Regions from separate parts of the Sus scrofa genome. Here region 1 is linked to region 2. The links are chromatin contacts, called in public Hi-C maps. All regions are on one chromosome and are shown on one strand. The core of a region is the stretch at or near the end of the contact, and the rest is flanking DNA. Distances in the headings are between cores, read along the strand shown. Region 1 holds the start of AKIRIN2 (akirin 2). Region 2 holds the start of RARS2 (probable arginine--tRNA ligase, mitochondrial).

The links. Hi-C and Micro-C count contacts between places; a contact is called where the count stands out from the background.
Region 1: a contact with region 2 is called in a Hi-C map of skeletal muscle, with 4 times the contacts expected there. The contact joins the promoter of AKIRIN2 here to the promoter of RARS2 in region 2. A contact is called at or near these places in 2 of 5 promoter capture datasets (fetal liver and liver), 5 of 47 Hi-C or Micro-C datasets (heart right ventricle, liver and skeletal muscle) and 2 of 2 datasets of contacts at active chromatin or transcription factors (alveolar macrophages and skeletal muscle).

What each region holds. Positions count from the first base shown.
Region 1 is chr1:56,067,694-56,073,231 of Sscrofa11.1, reverse strand. AKIRIN2 (akirin 2) reads left to right here and starts at 3,650. Exons shown (of 5, transcript NM_001278752.1): 1 at 3,650-3,884. The coding sequence starts at 3,650.
Region 2 is chr1:55,978,843-55,984,439 of Sscrofa11.1, reverse strand. RARS2 (probable arginine--tRNA ligase, mitochondrial) reads left to right here and starts at 2,346. Exons shown (of 19, transcript XM_021089854.1): 1 at 2,346-2,468. The coding sequence starts at 2,433. It overlaps ORC3 (origin recognition complex subunit 3), which reads right to left and starts at 2,308. Exons shown (of 20, transcript XM_021089812.1): 1 at 2,196-2,308. The coding sequence starts at 2,219.

The DNA.
Region 1 (5,538 bases), core at 2,401-4,900, 87 kb before region 2:
CAATTCGTAGATTTATACCTTTACCTGCTTTAGTCAAAGAATGACTCATAGCAATCAGACCCTGGAGAATATTTGGGGAGGTGTTCGAAAAGTCTTAATACCAAGGAAAGACTAGCATCTCAGTAAAGCAGTTTGATTTTCTTCAGAGACTTCTGAGATTGTGCAAATCAGAAATTACTTGCTAGATCGTTGCAAAACTATTCTAAATATTTCAACCTTTAAAACTTGTTGCAGGCCTTTTCTTCACAACAAGAGTAGTTCTGGTCTGTGTAGGTCACTGGAGCCATAGGCTGTACTGTATATTTAGATTCATGTGGCCTGATTCAACTTATTAATGTGTTTAGTATAGTTCTCTTTTCTTCTTGATCAACATAAAAATTCACTTCTAAACTGTGTTAAGACTTATAGCCTTTTAAGTATTATTTTTATTTTTAATATTAGCCTAGGAAATATAATTAGGTTTTTTTTTCCCTTCCACAGTTTTTTTCTATCCTAAAAGGGTAACTGTAATATTTTCATAGGTGACTATCTCAAGGGACAAGTCATAATGTGGACTCCTGGGAGGACAGGGTGATTTCAAAATGTTCGAGAAACATTCTGTGGGTATCTATTGAAGAGTACAAGGTACCATACTATTGGCAAGGAGCTAATACAGTGGTGGGAGGGGCAGATTCATGAACAGAGAATTACAGTATTATGATATGGTGAGGGTAATGATGAAGAGATGCAGATAGGTGTCTCTTTTTCCATGAATCTAGAAAACTAATTCAGCCTTGAAATGTTAGGGGAAATCTTCCTATAGGAGATAATGTTGGCATTGCATCCGAAACTAGTGAGGCAGAATGTATGGAAGAGAGCTTGAGCAAGACACAGAGGTGAGTAGGGACGAGTTCCCCTTGTTCCTCTAAGCTTCTGAACAGGCTCCTTAGTCACCGGTAGAAGGAGAGGCTGCCCCAGCCCTGTCACTATTTAATCGTAGCAGAGAGACTTTTGAGGATGTGCTGTGTAGTGGTGATTATAAGGACAGCTACTATGACTAAAATGTCGAGTTTATCAGATATCTCCTGCCAACGTCATATACAACTCTCTCCTCCTTTTCTAGGCAATTCAGTGTAACTATAATAACCACCACCCCCTTTATTAGTTTCCTAGGGCTGCTGTAGCAGAGTGCTACAAACTGGGTGGCTTAACCAAGAGAAATGTATTGTCTCATAGTCTGGAGACTAGAATGTCTGAGATCAAGACATCAGCAGTGTTGGTTCCTTCTGTGGACTGTGAAGAGGGCTCTGTTCCATGCCTCTCCTCTGGCTTCTGCAGGTTCACTGGCAGTCTGTCTTTCTTTGGCTTGCTGATGCATCGCCTAGATTTCTGCCTTCATGTCCACATGGTGTTCTGCCCTTCTGTGTTCAAATTTCCCCTTTTTATGAGGATACTGGTCATTTTGGATTAGGGGGTCACCCTACTCCAAGAGGACTTCTTCTTAACTAATTACATCTGAAATATCTCTATTTCCAAATATGGTCACATTCTAAGATACGTGGGATTAGGACTTCAACATACAAATTTTGAGGATACCATTCAACTTATAACATTCCTTTTCCAATGTAACTTCCATAATTTAAGGTTAAATCTTAATTTCAAAATATACTTACCAGGAACATAAATGCTTTGTTTCTTATTTTCCATGGGTTAACCTATCTTTTCATACTTACTTACATAAAATAGGTATCGTCTGTTATTTTCACAATATCATAGATTTCATGGAGTGTTTAGAATTTAGTACAAATTTACCTATTAGGTATCACTGTTAAGCTGCTGTTTCATTAAATGCTGATCTTTTGCCAAAGATATTTTCGAAATAGTATATGTTAAAATCATCACAGTTGTTGACAGTGTGATCGGCACTGCTGATCTGAGGAGTTGAGCAGTTCTATAAAAGAAGAATAAATATATTAAACTACAGTCCAAAAGTAGTACAAAGAATAATAGACAAAATTATACAAAATATCTTTATCTGAATAAATGACAGGATAAAAAAGCATTGAAAGCCAGTATTTGATACTTATGATCATTTGATAATATAGCATTCACGTAGATAACTAGTTTTGTATTGGATTGGTGATAGCTTCCATAGGCAAAGGACTGATGACAGTTTTTCACATAAATCATTTTATAATTAATGCTTTATTTGATTTCTATTTTAGGTACCTGATTAGAAATATAACTTCTAGGAAATTTTTTTTTTCTTCTTACAAAATGGGTCCCAAATGGGTCTACTCCCTAGACATTTCATTGTCTTTTAATTTTTACCATTCGTTAAGATATACACCAGTATTCAACAGAGACAGTACAATTTCTGATGTCACTAGCTTTTTATCCAAGGCAAAACAATTTACATCTGCGTGTCGTTCAAACCCTTTTCATTTAAAGGGTAAAGCGGAATTTAATAAGTGGATGCAAGCAGCTACCTGGGAAGGGCAAAGCATCGAGTACAATCAAGGTTCCCGTAACCTGATACTATTACTGTTGTTCTCTTGCAGTCCTAAATAGGTTCCATAATCTTATTATTTCCTAGCCCCTCCATGTGACAGGTTGTGTCTTGGCCACTCTTATTATCAAAACTAATCTGTCTTGAGTTGTTAGGTGGGATTAGCTTTCTCTTTCTCGGTTGTTCAATCACTGTAGGAGCGGTACCAGGACAACTATGTCCTGAAATTTAAAGGTGGTTTTGTTGTTGCTGTTGTTGTTGTTGTTTTTAAAGCCTGCTTTCCCCACTGGTTGGCTTTCCTTTTTTCCCACTCTCTCTGAGCCTTTTCTTTTTTTCTCTTTCGCTCAGTTCCTTTTACATTCAAGCTGTGTAGGGGGATTTAAATTCCGATCCGGAACTCGGAATCGTGCGCCTTGAATGACGGGAGTCGTAGTTTCCGTGACTCCTCCCTAACCGCTTCTCACGCCGATTCTTCCGTAGAGTGAAAAACTACAAATCCCAGAATGCACATTTGGGTCGCCCACCCTCTATGCGCACGCGCCTTGAGGCCGCAGGATTTGAATCGGCGGCGTTGTTATTGACGCCATATTGGGGCCGGCGGCGGGTGGAAGAGTCGTACAGTGGAGGGGTTAGCGGCTGGACGTGTTCGCCTGAGCTCCTGCCGCCGCCGCCACCTCACAATCCTGCCGCATCGACCGCCGCTCTCTAGCTTCTGACCCTGTCTCGACGGGGGGCGGGGGTCTTAGGAGCCGTGTCCCAGCCTCACACCTCACGGGGCTGGTATCGACTTCTGAAGGAACCGGTCTCAGCGCAGGAGCGCCTCGGGCGCGGCGCAAAGCCCGAACGGACGGCGGGGGCGGCTGGAGCCTCTCCCGGGGGAGCCGCGCCTGAGGAGGCGGAAGAGCCCCCCTGACGCGGCCGGCGTGAGCTGCTGCCACCGCCCCTCCCGTTCTCGCCCCGGCCGGCCTGGGCCACTGCCCCTGCCGCTGAGGCGGCGGCGGCGGCGGCTCTGCTCCCCTCGTCGGCGCTCCGCCATCCGCCTCTCCGCTCTAGAGCCGGTCGGTTAGGCTCTTCGGGGCCTCGCTCTCCCCCCTTCCCTTGCCCTCCCCTCCCGTACCCCTCCTCTACCCCACCCAAGCCCGGCTCCCCGGCGGCCCGGCCATGGCGTGCGGAGCTACTCTGAAAAGGACTCTGGATTTCGACCCGCTGCTGAGCCCAGCGTCCCCAAAGCGGAGGCGATGTGCGCCATTGTCGGCGCCCACCTCGGCTGCCGCCTCCCCGTCGTCGGCGGCCGCGGCCACAGCCGCCTCCTTTTCGGCCGCCGCCGCCTCGCCGCAGAAGTATCTCCGAATGGAGCCGTCTCCCTTCGGCGACGTCTCCTCCCGCCTCACCACAGGTGGGACTCGGCTCTGCGGCCGCCGGTTCGGGGGGTGGGGTGCGGGGGAGAAGAGAGGACAGGGTCCTGGGGCGCGGGATGCGGCCACGAGGCTGGGGGTGCTGGACTGCTCCCCGTTCTTAGCAGAGTCCTCGGGCGACCACGTTTCTTTTAATCTCCTCCGGTCTTAGAGACACAATAGAAACGGCCTGATGTCAAGGGGGGGAGGTCAGGGTGGGGGTGGGTAGGGGCCATTCCTTGTCGGGTATTGTGGGGAAGAGGAAGATCTTTTTCTTGGGTCTGAATGACTGGAATCGAACGTTTCCGTAGTCTGGAGAGCCCCAGCGGAAATGATCAGAGAGGGTGCTACACGGAAATACAGGCAGGAGAAGGGTCACACATTTCGCCCCAATCTCAATGGCTGTCTTCCTGAATCGATTGGTTGCACCTATTAACTCTGGGACTGGGTGGTTTGAGGAGAGGCAGCAGCCCCTCCTCCGGTTCAGACATGGCTGATTTTAGTACCGAGGGGGTGGGGGGTGGGGAGGAATGTCACTGGGGCGAGATCTAGGCCTGTCATTAATCACCCACAAGAACGCCACTTTGGCTGAGTCAAGACCTGTTTCCCTAGCAGGGTCAACAACAAAGAAAATGCTCTTCCCGAGTACTGTAATATGATCAAACTATACGTCTAGACCTTGAGAAACTTGAACTTTTAATGAAAAGCAAATTGTATTGAAAATCGGGGTTGAGTAGGTGCTTTTAGTTGGAAGTGCTTTATTTCTGCCCAGAAGAGTAGTTGGAAGAAAAAAACCTAGGCCTTGAGACTAGTAAAGAAATAAACTCAAGATTCCGAGGGACTTAAGACTATTTTTGCTTTTCATCTTGAAGCATTTCCTGAAAGTGACCACGGGGAAATACCTCTTGGCTGCTTTGTACTGCATGTGTATGTCCAGTTTTTTCTGTACTTTGAAAATCCTCATGCGCCCCTGGCACACAAGGGATAGGATAGCTTTTGTGGACTGGTAGTGTAAATGTTTCCTTTGTGTGTAGCACGCAAAGGTTTCATGTGTGAGCCTTTGGTAATAATATGATCTGTAGACAAAGCCTTTTCATAGCTTGATTTACTTGTTTCTTTTTGGTTGGCTTAAAAAAATCTTCAGTATTTACCTCTGTTTGGTAACTTCCATTTGGAATTGACTTAGTTTTGTTTTTTCAGGTCAGATTTTAAAATATCCTTCCTCAAATGCCTAGGGTATTTTTTTTTTTTTTAAACTATTGAAACAGTGTCAAGAATGAGCTCCTGATGATTAACGTTATTTTTAGAGTTTGTCTTTTTAGTGAAATGGTATCATTGAAAATTGAAATGATACGGTGGAATCTTAACTAAAAGGCCACTTAAAAATAGCTCTAGCTAACCAGCAGTGAATTTCATTTGAGGGGAGTCAATTAATATAGTGTTAGGTTTGAGAGTTAAAAGTATATCTCAGTGCTAAAATAGTCTTGTGCATATAAGGTAAGTCAGCTAGGGGCAATATTGGTCTTCACTTTAAAGGGAATTAATTCACAATTTTGTGAGCCTTTGCAAATTTGTCTTCACTGATAGATTTGTAGTGTTGGCTGATACACTTGGCTCTGCAGTATCGTACATTAAGTGGACTAAATATAAATAGTA
Region 2 (5,597 bases), core at 1,097-3,596:
TTATTATTTAATTAAGTCCAAGGATCTAGAACCTTGATAGGACAGTTTTTTGGCTATTGATTCACCTTATATACCTTTCTTCACCTGATAAATTCTCAGTTATCCATTTAAGTTCTACTCAAACTCACCTGCTTTGGGGAACCTTTCCAGATTTTCTTTTACTGTGTATGATAGTTATTTATGGGTCTGTTTGCCCAAGTAGCTTGGACTGCATTTAATTCATAATGGTTTCCCAATGTTTAGTATAGGGCTAATATATAGGTTAGGCAATTGGTATACAGAAGGGACTAATGCTTGTCAATTAATTTTCCTGGTAATCTCCTAGCTACATTTAGTTTCATGTTAGTTTCATATCTGACAAGAGAACACAGGTCCCAAGCTGCTGGTCCTATGTTTATTCTACCAAACCTAAAGCTGTACATCAAGGATAGGCTCTTAAAGATTGCCATTTCTAGAAATTCCTTGGTGGCTTCAAAGGTTAAGGATCTGGCAATGCCACTGTTGCAGCTCAGGTCACAGCTGTGGCACAGGTTTGATCCCTGAACCAGGAATTTCTGCATGCTACAGGATCAGACAAAAAAACAACAAAAAAAGATTGCCATATCTATGGAAAATGAAAGAGTCATCTCAAAATAGAAGTAAAGATGGATGTGCAAATATAAAGTGGTGATTTGGATTACAGGGTCCAAAATAAGAATAAGAATTGTGCCTTATATTCTTGTATCTGCAAGTAGTGGAGCTATTTAAAATACACGAATTTTTTTTTATAAAAATTATGTGGTGCCATGACAAGCCTGTCACTTCTTCCTTTCTAGAGCCACCTGCAATTTGGTAAAGGAAGAGGAACTATGAAGGCATGAGCTAGGAAGAGTGCTAGGAATAGATCCTAATGTATGGCCATGGGAGTAATATTGTTAACTACTTTGAACTACTGATCAAGTGATGGTGCTGGAGATGGAAAAGGTTGGGAGGAGAGCAACAGCCACAAAGTGTAACAAGGAAAGAGAAGTTTAGACAGGAAAAAAAAAAAAAATTTGCAAAAAGCATGCTGACAGTTCCATGAACCAATGAAATAAAAAGAGACCTTATTTATGTAAGGTCTCCTTCATAATCATCTCAATAAAAGAGTTTCTGTTGTAATGCTCTAAATGCCTTCCTGAAAAGAAAAAAAAAAAAAAAAACCCTCTCACAATTTTGCAAGATATAAAAAAATCTCAGGCAACAAAAAGGATCAGGGACAGACTTCCTAAAAGCTATGGAACTTCATAACCAGGACAAAACAAAAACAGTACCAATCCTAATAAAAAAATACTAGCAGTTAAATATCTTCTTGCAGAGTCCTGGTTGTGGCTCAGAGGGTTAAGAACCCGACTTTGTACCCATGAGGATGCAGATGATCTCTGGCCTCACTCAGTGGGTTAAGGATCCAACCTTGCCACGACTGTGGCATAGGCTGCAGCTTGGATTAGACCCCTTGCCTGAGAAGGCCCATATGCCACAGGTGCAGCCCTAAAAAAGAAAAAAAAAACAAACAACTTCTTGCATTTGCACCTGGCATCACAGTACCCCAAAACCCTATCGCTTGTAGTTCTTCCTTGGTATGTAGTCTTGGAAGGCACTCTCATAATTTTAATTTTAATCAAAATTAAAAATTAAATCCATGGTATAGCCTTCTTCACTAATTTACTGTTTCAACATAGACACATCTTCGCAATTTCTTCACCAGCATTTTCAGCTTTATTAGACAGCTTAACTTTCCGAGGCTTCCGGATACACTCTCAATATTACTAAAGGTCTTACTTGGTCTGTAGCAGCACTGTCTAATAGAATTTTCGGTAATGATGGAAATATCTGTGCTTATTTAGTTTACCACTGTATCTCGGTACCTGTGTTCGGCGCACAATAAATATTCATGAGAAGGAAAAAGGAGGGGGGAATGGCGCACATCCTCGAAGCATCTGAGCTCCACAAACCATAGCTTACAAAGCCTCAGAGCCAAAACACTAAGATGGATCGGCGTCTTCTCTCTCTAAGCAAAACTGGCCTTCAAGGTATGCGAAGAAAAGACGCCTCCAGCTCGGCCAGCCGCTACCTCCCCTCGAGCCGGTACACTGAGGTCTATGTAACCTCCACTTCATCCCTTCTTTACAAGGGAAGTCCTAGCAGAGTCCTAGTGGGTGCCAGCCCCCACATACCTTGGACACCGACGAGGTGGCCATACTCCCAGCGATCCACGGAACTCCAGATGCACTCGGGATTTCCCGCGCTCCCTCGCGGCAGCAGGGCAAAGGTTAGTGGCAGTCCACGAGGCTCCTTGATTGGTTGGCAGCACCCTCCGGGGCGGGCTTCCGGCGCGCGGAGGCGGGGCGTGAAGAGGTGGGCTGGGCAGAGCTCTGAACCTTCCCACTGGGATCAGCTTCGTGGAATCAAACATGGCGTGCGGCTTCCGCAGGTCCATCGCGTGTCAGGTACGGACCCGGGAACTGACATAAGGAGGGCCTCCGCGCCCAGAAGGCCTTTCACTTCTGCGGGCGGGTTCCGCGGTAATCCCGTTTGTTTCTTCCGTCTCTTCCCCCCTTTCTGGAAGTGCTTGAGCTACTGGACGCAGACCCCGTGGAGGGTGGAGCCTGCGGTGAAAGTAAACCTTGAAAGGCACATGTTACTTCCCTTACTGTTTACTACCCGACAGCTCAGGGTGCTTTACCGGGGTGGTCATGGTTAGACCTTATAGAATTTAATCTTTCATACATTTGGTGAAGTCAGTGATGAATCTGAAGTTTCATTTGAAAGGATCTAATTTAAAAGCTGGTCATTTCTCTTGCGGTCATTTTGGCCACCTGTCCTAGGGTTATTTTTGGTAACTCCGAAGATAACATGAGACCCTGTTTTTCTTGGTTCAGAAACATTGTTAGCAGAAAACTGTGTTTGCCACTGGCTGTGGAGGCAAAAGACCACCAAGCCAAAGATCCAGAGGATTTATTACTCGCAGCAAGTAAAAACACTGGGGATCTTTCCCCAATTGGTGTTTCCCCAAATAGCAAAATTGGAGAAGCTTTAAGTTAAAGGGTACTCCTGAAGAGGCTTGAGGAGAGAATTCAAGTGTAGAATTGAGGCGAAGGTTGATTATGTCTAAGCTTGAGTTGGTTGAAGTCAGATGGGTCAGAAATGGTCCACATCTCCTTCCTTAGGTTCTAATCAGACTGGGGTCTTAGCTAGTAGTTGCCATCCTCTTTCTGGGTAGGGGGCTTCCTGCAGCAGTAGTCAAAGATGTATCATTATGTATATCACTTGAAAAGGAACTAGAACTTCTGCTTTATCCCTACTCTATTGCCTGACTGCTTTTCCTTTTTTTTCCTCTCCTACATTCCCTCACTTCCCTGATTTACTAATTACAATTACTATTGTTTGAATCTGTCCTTTGGAACTCTGGAAGGTCAGGGGGGCTGAGGCCTTTTTCCTACTTGAAGAAACAGGGAAACTGGAGTTCCCTTTGTAGCTCAGGAGGTTAAGGACCCTATGTCTCTGTGAGGATGTGGATTCGATTCTTGGTCTAGATCAGTGTGTTAACGACTCAGTGTTACTTCGAGCGGCAAAATAAATTGCAGATGCGGCTTGAATTTGGTGTTGCCTTGGCTGTAGCTAAGCCTCAGCTGCCTTTCTGATTGGACCTCTATCTAGCCAAGGAACTTCCATAAGCCACAGGTGCGGCCATAAAAAAAAAAGAAAGAAACTGGGAAACTGAAAGACTTTTGTACACAGGAGGGTCCCATAGGGTTCTGCTCAGTTTCACCCCCCCTCTTTTCTTTGATACTTCTCAATTTTGAGGGGAACAAGTGTTGGACAAGAAAGGGAATAACGTCTTGGGTAGAGAAGTTAATCAAACTTGGCAGTTTTAGGGGGACTTGGTTTCAGTATTTGAACAACTTTGTAATAAAGAAGGGAATGAAACACTGCAACATTAGATTTCATCAGAAGTAATTTTTAGAGTGCATCAGCCACCTATGCAGTTTTGCAATGAAATTCTGTTGTAGTCTTGGCAAACCAATTCCTTTTAATTAATGGACATATTAGTGGATATATTTTGCCTGGCACATATATCTCATTTAGTTTATTTTTACAGTATTTCTGGACTTCTGTGGGGAAATTCTTCTGTCTTGTCTTTATACTTAAGAGATGTAGTGCCCTGTTTAATGCCAGCATCCCAAATATCACCAGTAGGCCATTTCATTAGAAAAAGCTGAGTTTGTTTTACTGGGCTAAGGAAGAGCACCTCAACAGAGTTTTGGTAGTATTTTTCATTGGGAAGACCAGGTCAGATTTTATTGAAAGTTTGAGGTTTGGTTTACGGCTGGTCTTTCAGTGGCAGGGGAGTAGAGATGATGGCTTGATTAAGGTTAGATACTGATTTTAAGGTCGATGGAAAGATCAAGGCTAGGAGTGCAGAGAATCTTGGGGCATAAATTGTTGATGCTTACTATTTTATTGATAGATTTTTCATGAAGTTCCTGTAATGAACAATCAAGCTGCTTGGGCAGAAGTCTCCCAGAAGAGGAAAGTTAATAGCTAATGAAGACAAAGAAATAAGAAAGTTGTGTTAATGTGGACAGTGAACTATACCCAGGGAAGGTAGTTTTGGACCTCAGTCCAAGCTTTGTGTCTGTGAAATGGTTTCCACTCAAAGCCCTTAGGTCAAAAGAGTACCATGACCAGAAGCATTTTGTGTTTAGTTTTGCGAAGGCTGTATTCTCCCTTGTAAAGAAATTAAGTTGAAGAAACAGGAATTAATATGTGTTGAATATATTTGTGCTAATTACTTGACATTCACATTTAAGCCCCCTGACAACCTTATGAAAGTGTATAAACCTTATGATACAGTTGAGCAAATTGAGATCCAGAGAGATTAAATAACCTATCCATACATCCTGGTTAATAAATTGAAAGTTGATTTATAGCAGAAATCTGTCCAGCTTCAAAATTAGCTCCTTCCTATACACTATGCTGTTTAGTTTGTGGAGACAAGGAGCACTTTCTGATCATTAGACAGAATGTGATAGATGTGTATGGCAGTGTAAACTAAGCAAGTATATCCCCGAATAAGAGGTTATTGAGAGATGATCTGAAACAAGGATAAATAAAAATATGTGCAATTCATACATACCTTTATGAATAATGGTGCTTACCTCGTTTAGGAGTAAAGTAATGTTTTACATAAAAGGACACATTCATTCAACAAATTTTGATTAATGAGTCTACAGTTTTTTTAATCTTCCTCACTTATTTCTCTCCTCCCTCCAGCACCTCCCCACTGGCAACCAGCTGTTTGTTCTCTGTATCTGTGACTCTATTTATAATGTTTGGTTTTGTTCACTTATTTTGCTTTTTAGCTTCCAGAAGTAAGTGGAATCATACAGTGTTTGCCTTTCTCTGACTGACTTCACAAAGCTGATACCATATCCATCCATGTTGTGGCAAATGGCAAGACTTCTTTTTTTATTGGCTGAATAATAGTCCGTTGTATATCTATATCACATCTTTATCCATTCATCTATTGATGGGCACTAACATTGCTTCCATATCTTGGCTATACAAAATAATGC